Linked DNA regions of Mus musculus: region 1 is linked to region 2. The links are chromatin contacts, called in public HiChIP or PLAC-seq maps. All regions are on one chromosome and are shown on one strand. Each heading gives the region's core, a stretch centred on a gene start, on an enhancer-like site or on the middle of the called end of the contact. The rest is flanking DNA. Distances are from core to core; before and after follow the strand shown.

The links. HiChIP or PLAC-seq counts read pairs in DNA pulled down with a chosen protein or histone mark.
Region 1: an H3K4me3 HiChIP or PLAC-seq map of bone marrow-derived macrophages shows a contact between it and region 2, with 5 times the contacts expected there. The contact joins the promoter of A430057M04Rik here to the enhancer-like site in region 2. A contact is called at or near these places in 1 of 39 promoter capture datasets (pre-B cells), 2 of 115 datasets of contacts at active chromatin or transcription factors (bone marrow-derived macrophages and extraembryonic endoderm stem cells) and 1 of 9 other capture datasets (liver).

The regions. Positions count from the first base shown.
Region 1 is chr14:21,846,063-21,849,375 of GRCm38.p6, reverse strand. A430057M04Rik (RIKEN cDNA A430057M04 gene) reads right to left here and starts at 1,798. Exons shown (of 3, transcript NM_176925.3): 1 at 297-1,798. The coding sequence starts at 505. Comtd1 (catechol-O-methyltransferase domain containing 1) reads left to right here and starts at 466. Exons shown (of 7, transcript NM_026965.2): 1 at 466-597; 2 at 708-835; 3 at 1,061-1,166; 4 at 1,256-1,374; 5 at 1,449-1,503; 6 at 1,629-1,762; 7 at 1,949-3,313. The coding sequence starts at 504. The coding sequence ends at 2,101.
Region 2 is chr14:21,298,688-21,301,898 of GRCm38.p6, reverse strand. All of the region lies in intron 6 of Adk (adenosine kinase), which reads right to left. Among named protein-coding and RNA genes, the nearest start is that of Gm52152, 120 kb to the left of the region's middle. Within about 2 kb of position 1,943, at least 27 of the 459 cell types and tissues checked have an H3K27ac peak or open chromatin away from gene starts, as enhancers often do. A contact at or near this core is called in bone marrow-derived macrophages, where this site is marked.

The DNA of each region.
Region 1 (3,313 bases), core at 549-3,048, 550 kb before region 2:
ACCTACTATGCGAGGAATCCCGTGCCTATCGTAGTAAGGCTGTAATACCTGCTTTACAGAAAAGAAACAGACTCGGAAAGACGGACCGTCACACAAAAAAGCTACACCCAGCATCCCAGCCACTAAGGATACTGTCTTGGAAACCAGGTGACTCTAAACCAGGTTCTTGGTTCCTTTAACTTGGGCACCCCTCCAGCAAGCATTCCCGAGTCTCTTTGGATTCCTCCATTAGCCACACTCACTTTATCCCCTCTCCCCATGCTCACAAGAGCCCTGGTGCAGAGATGACTCCATACCCCGACGCAGTTCCGCATGCAGCCACCGGGTGGCGAGATGTTCTCAGCCTGACCTTGCAATACGGCCATGTGTCACCAGATGGTGCCCGAGGACGCGGCTCTGTGGGCAGGGCCCGGACAAGGTGGAGCCCTGTCGGCTTACTGGTCCCAGTCCCATCCTCGCTACTCCAGCACACGTGACCTCCGCCGCCGCTGCTAACCTGCACCATGGCTCAGCCCGTCCCTCGGCTATCTATCCCAGCCGCACTGGCCCTGGGCTCGGCCGCGCTGGGCGCCGCCTTCGCTACTGGTCTCTTGCTGGGTGAGCTGGGCTGGGCTGCTGCAGTCCGGGGAATGGGAGGAGGGCGCGGAGAAGAGCCGGAGAACCCGGTCAGAAATGCAGGCCCTGACTCGGCACCCTCTCCCCGGCAGGGAAACGGTGGCCTCCATGGGGGTCCAGGCGGCAAGAGCGCCTGCTGCCACCTGAGGACAATCCCCTGTGGCAGTATCTGCTGAGCCGCTCCATGAGAGAGCACCCGGCGCTGCGGAGCCTGCGACTGGTCAGTAGGACTGGGACCGAGAACCGGCTCCCCACTTCCAGCGTGGTGGACCTCACGTGGCTGTGTGACCTTGAGCTAGGCAGAAACCCTCTCTGGGCTTCCGGGTTCCCTGAGACCTGTCCCCTCTAGGCCACACCCGCCACCGAGCCCCTGAATGATTCAAAACCTCAGGGGGGAGGTGGGGGGGGTGACTGGTATGAATGGCACCTCCCTCTCCCCACACAGCTGACCCTGGAGCAGCCGCAGGGGGATTCCATGATGACCTGTGAACAGGCCCAGCTTCTGGCCAACCTGGCGCGGCTCATTAAGGCCAAGAAAGCTCTGGATCTGGGTAGGAACACGCAGCCATGGTCTCTGGAAACCAGGGTCACAGGGCAGCCCTGCACCCTGAACTGAGCTTGACAGTGTCCCCTTCCACAGGTACTTTCACGGGCTACTCGGCCCTGGCCCTAGCCTTGGCGCTTCCGGAGGCTGGCCGCGTGGTGACCTGCGAGGTTGACGCAGAGCCCCCGAAGCTGGGACGGCCCATGTGGAAGCAGGTGAGAGCCCCACACCTGCGGCCGTTCGGGCTCCGGCTCGGGGGCGTGCCGGCCTGACCGGCCTCCTTCCGCAGGCAGAAGTGGAGCAGAAGATCGACCTTCGGCTGCAGCCCGCCCTGCAGACATTGGGTGAGCACCAGTGCGGGAGGGACCCAGACAGCACTGTCCAACCCCGGGGAACAAAACTGGCGACCCTGAGCAGCCCGCTGAGACCCTAGCTCAGCCAGCGGCACATGCCCTCTGTCCCTGTTAAGATGAGCTCCTAGCGGCGGGCGAGGCCGGAACCTTCGACATAGCCGTGGTGGACGCGGACAAAGAGAACTGTACCGCCTACTACGAGCGCTGTCTGCAGCTCCTACGTCCCGGAGGCGTGCTCGCTGTACTCAGAGTAAGGACTAGCTAAGGCAAAACTGCTGCTTCTTGTGGCTGGGTACCCACTCTTCTCAGCTCTTCCCACCCCACCCCCCAGCCCCGCCCCAAAGCCCACCCAGAGTATCATAGGTCCCGCCCCTCCTGGCTAAAGCTCTGGGTCGGCTACCCCCCACTTCCGACGGCCCCGCCCCTCCATCTGTAGGTCCTGTGGCGCGGAGAAGTGCTGCAGCCTCAGCCCAGGAACAAGACTGTTGAATGTGTGCGGAACCTGAACGAACGCATCCTGAGGGACGCCAGGGTCTACATCAGCCTCCTGCCCCTGGATGATGGCCTCTCCTTGGCCTTTAAGATCTAGGGTTAACACGAAGCTTAGGGCCTGGGTGTGAGAACCTAAGACCCCCAGCCAGTGACCTGACTTTTAAACCTGACAATAAAGGTACTGGACACGCGACCTTCTGAGCATCCTCTTCCAGCGTTCACTTGGTGGAGGGTTCCCTCCCTGCAGGTCTCCCTGGCACCAAGGCTTGTGGCCTTATCTGACCGCATAGTTTTAATAAATTGTCCTAGCTGTACTCACTGAGTAGAGTTCCAACAGGCTTGGATATAAGGGAAGACCCTATCTGTCTCTGGCCTCCCAGCCACATGCCACAGAGATGTCGAGATAGGGCCTTTTATAGCTGGCAGTCTACTCATGTTTTCACAGGGCTGAAGCCTCCCCAGCCTAACTTGTGTGCAGTGGAAGCCCAGACTACAGGACCTAAGGTTGGCTGGCATTTCTATCTGCTCCCTCATCCCCTTAAGTCCTAAGGGAGGAGACTGATGGCCAAGGTGCAAAGCAGACAGAGTGGGAAGCCAACCTCATTCAAGAAACCTCAGGAACTTGAAGCTTTTGCAGCACTGTCCTTTTGGGGGACACTATAAGGAGCCAACCTTTATTGACCTGAGGCCTGGTGCTTTGCTGCTCTAGAAGAAAGGTAAAGTTCTTTGTACTGAGGCAGAAAGGACAGTTTCTGGGACACCACAGGTTTGCCACTCTGGGGTAAGAAAGGCCCAAGTGATGTGCACTTAGCAGCTGCTACAAGTACAGATGTGTGAGCCCACAACTGAGTCCCTGCCACACACCACCAACCCTCTGGGGACTAGCTGTGCCCTACCCCTTCTTCACAAGTCACAAGTACATACTGAGGTGCACACAGGGGACCTGGTCCAATCCATTTTGAAGTGCCTTTGATGCACTGGTAGCCCACATGAGTCCACTCGCTCAGCAGAGCCAGCATGAAGAACACTTGTTAGCTGAGGGTCACAGGGCAGTAACATGCACCATTTCTATTGGGTAAGTCCCAAAGTACCCATTTTCTTAGCTGTCCTCTCAAGTTTAAACTACACCTCAGAAGTGACACTCACCTCTCACCTGTGACACACCACCTCCCCAGGGAAGCTGGCACGGTCCTACTTTTCCAACCAGGATCACTAGGTAATACATATCACCCAGGTGATGGCGAAGGGGGCTGCCTGGTCCAGACCCCAGCTCAGCTTTTCAACGCTGTCAATAGAAGAGAATGGTGCC
Region 2 (3,211 bases), core at 694-3,193:
GGTTTCCAAATTACTTCCCATTGAAACAGTGATCCGTAGCTAAAAATACTGTGATATATCAGCCTTGTCATCTGCAAGTCAAATTAAAACTCAGAAAAAGTTACTCAACTCTTGTAAGGTCATATAACTAATGGTTTAAGGAGGGACTGGGGTGTCAGTCCACTGACTGTTCGCTTGTTCACAAAGACCCCTGCCATTATTCTACAATCAATGAGACAGCTAGGGAAAAAATGATCATGGAAGACATAAATTAGCAACTCTGAGAGCAATACAGCACGGTAAGATGACATAGATAGTGCCTCATGGTTCATTAAATATAGAATTTATAAAGGAACTCAAATGATCCTGTTTCAACAGCCATCACCGGTAGATAATCGGAGGCTGTCCTTCCGAGAGACTTTGGATTCGCCATGGTTTCTACACTGCTCACCGGACTTTAGGCTTTTAAATGGATCTGTACAGTTCTCAAGGATTCTTCATTAGTCATACACTCTTATGATTTATAATTCTAATATAAGGAGTTGTCCTTAAAGAATTGTGGACAACACTAAAAATTGCCCAACTTTATTTTTATTGGACTTCACAGCATTTCTTTTCCTCATTTATTTGCATACGTGTTCCTGTGCACGTGAGTGCAGTGCCCTCCAAGTCCAGGAGGATACTCACGGAACACTATTTCTCCTCCTCTCCCTTCTCCCCCTCCTCCTCACATTTATTTCTATTTCATGTGCATCGGTGTTTTGCCTGCACATCTGCCTGTGTGGGCATCAGATTCCCTGTGACTGTGAGCTGCCACGTGACTGCTGGGACTCACACCTGGGACCTCTGGAAGAGCAGCCAGTGCTTTTTACCTCTGAGCCATCTCTCCTGCCACACTTTTTCTTTTTAAACGTAGGATCTCTCTTAACTACGTAGCTATGGCTGAACTGGGACTCTGTATGAAGACCAGGGTGGCCTTGAACTGCATGCCTCTGCATCTTACGTCCTGACTAAAGGCAGTGCCACTATGGACAGTAATCACTGAACACTTTCTAAAATTAAGTCTTTTCAGAATAAAATGGGGGAAAACAGTCAGTGCATAGTTTAAAAAAATACGGTAAGGTTGAGGGAATCCAGATAATTAGCACAATGGCTACCACCTAATTCATTTCCTACTGAAAAAAACAAAAACAAAAAACCAAAAGGAGGACAAGGACCATTAATTCTATGTACAAAAACATCTCTTAAAAACAACCTCAACAACAGAACCCCCAAAGCAAACAAGTAGAAACCTCCAGTGAATCCCAGAGTGAGAGATTCATAGCTCTTACACTCACACAGCACTAAGCCTTCTGGTACCAAAAGGCCCTGCTGTATTTCGCGACAGAGCAGAAATCATGGAAGTAAACAGGGAGGAGGATGCAAGGGGAGGGCCTGTGTCCACTCACTGTGAGAGAGGGGAAAGAAGGAGAAAGAGAGTGGGAGACTGCTCTTATGTCTGTCCATCCACCCACCCACCCTTCCAGCAACCGATGAAAGTTAGACTACTAACCAAAAGGTGCAGAGAGTAAAAGCACCATCCTCATTGACCTTCCTGTCTTGCTACCTAACAGATGTGTGTGTGTGTGTGTGTGTGTGTGGGGGGGGGGGTGGTGGTGGAGAGAATAACCGCAAAGGAAAAAAATGGGACAGAGATTAACCCAAGGAAGTTAAATTTCATGAAAAGCACTTTCCAGAATAGCAATAAATTTATAGGAATTGATAAACTAAAAAGCATAATGAGGAAAACAACCCCTACGCTGTTGTCAGTTATGATGAATTCTTTAGAAACACACAGACGCTAGGGGAAAGGCAGAGGAACTACAAAGGCTGAAGGAGGGGGAGAAAGAAGTTAGACTTCCCAAAAGAAGTTACTGTTAAAATATGACAGAGCAACGATCTCAAGACTCCAGAAGAGATGTATTTCTTCCTAGAATGCCACATGAATGAGGAAGTGAAATGTTAGACATGTAGGTTTCAGAGACTCTTTCTTCCTGTATTCTTTCTCAGAAAGAAGAGTGAGGGGGAAATGCAAGCTATCAAAAACCAAAACAAACCAATACCCAAACCAACACATTTAAATGAGGAGAGTATGTACGTAGGAGTCCTGCAATGGAACACTTAGCACAGATCTGACACGAAGGGGATTTAGAGCTGTGAGGATGCTTAGAGCAGAAGAATGAAGGGTCTCAAAAGCAAGGTCCTCAAGACGAACAGGGCAAGCAGACACGGCATGAAACACTAGTGGAAGAGTTAATGGGTGGCTGACCAGTTACTCTGTACAAAGTAATTAGCGCTACGAGGAGACACATGTATATAAGTCACCCTGATCACAGAGAGGCGACAGAAACAGGAAGATGAGAGACTTCAAAACTCCAAAAGAAAAATCACAAGAGTATAAAAGAACTTAGCTCCCAAAGGATGAATCAATGATCTATCTCTCTATCCATCTATCCACCCACCCACCCACCCATAACGTAGATGAATAAATTTGATTTAACCAAGTGTTTTATTGCAGAGTTAGTGAGGGGCAGGCATAGTCCAGGATGTATGTGTACAGGAGAGTCAAATGTCCAGCACTAAGTAAGCAGTAAGGATAGTGTCACACTATCAGCTATAATCTTGACAGTTATCGTGGGCTAGGTAGACTCTTCCCCAAGTCTTCCACATATATTTACCCACTTAGCTAAAACTAAAACCCTGGGGGGAAAGGCACCACTTTAATCTCATTAGATACTAAGGACACCGACACATGACACATAAGACAAATGGCTTCTCAAAGACCACAGCTAGGAAGAGATGGCACCAGGGATTTAGCCTGGACATTCTCATTCGAGAACATTTAAGAAGGGCTGTTCTAGATCCGCTCCTGTGCTGGGTGATGAGCAAAGCTACAAACAGAACCCCAGGCAGACAGCTAAACATCCTCCTGCAGCCCCGTTCCACCCTGTCCTTTTTCTTTCCTTCCTGGCTTTTATTTGCTTAAAGCTTGGTCTGACTTTGTTACCCACAGTGGCCTCAAACTTGCAGCAATTTTCCTACTTCAGTCTCCAGAGCGCTGAGATTACAGGTAAGAGCCACTCTGCCTGGCTCAATCAACTGTCTGTAATGCATTAAAAGTTGAGTTTTGCTTTAAGAAATGAGGCCAGGTGTGGAAGTGCACAACATAATGCCAGCACTCAGGAGGCAGAGG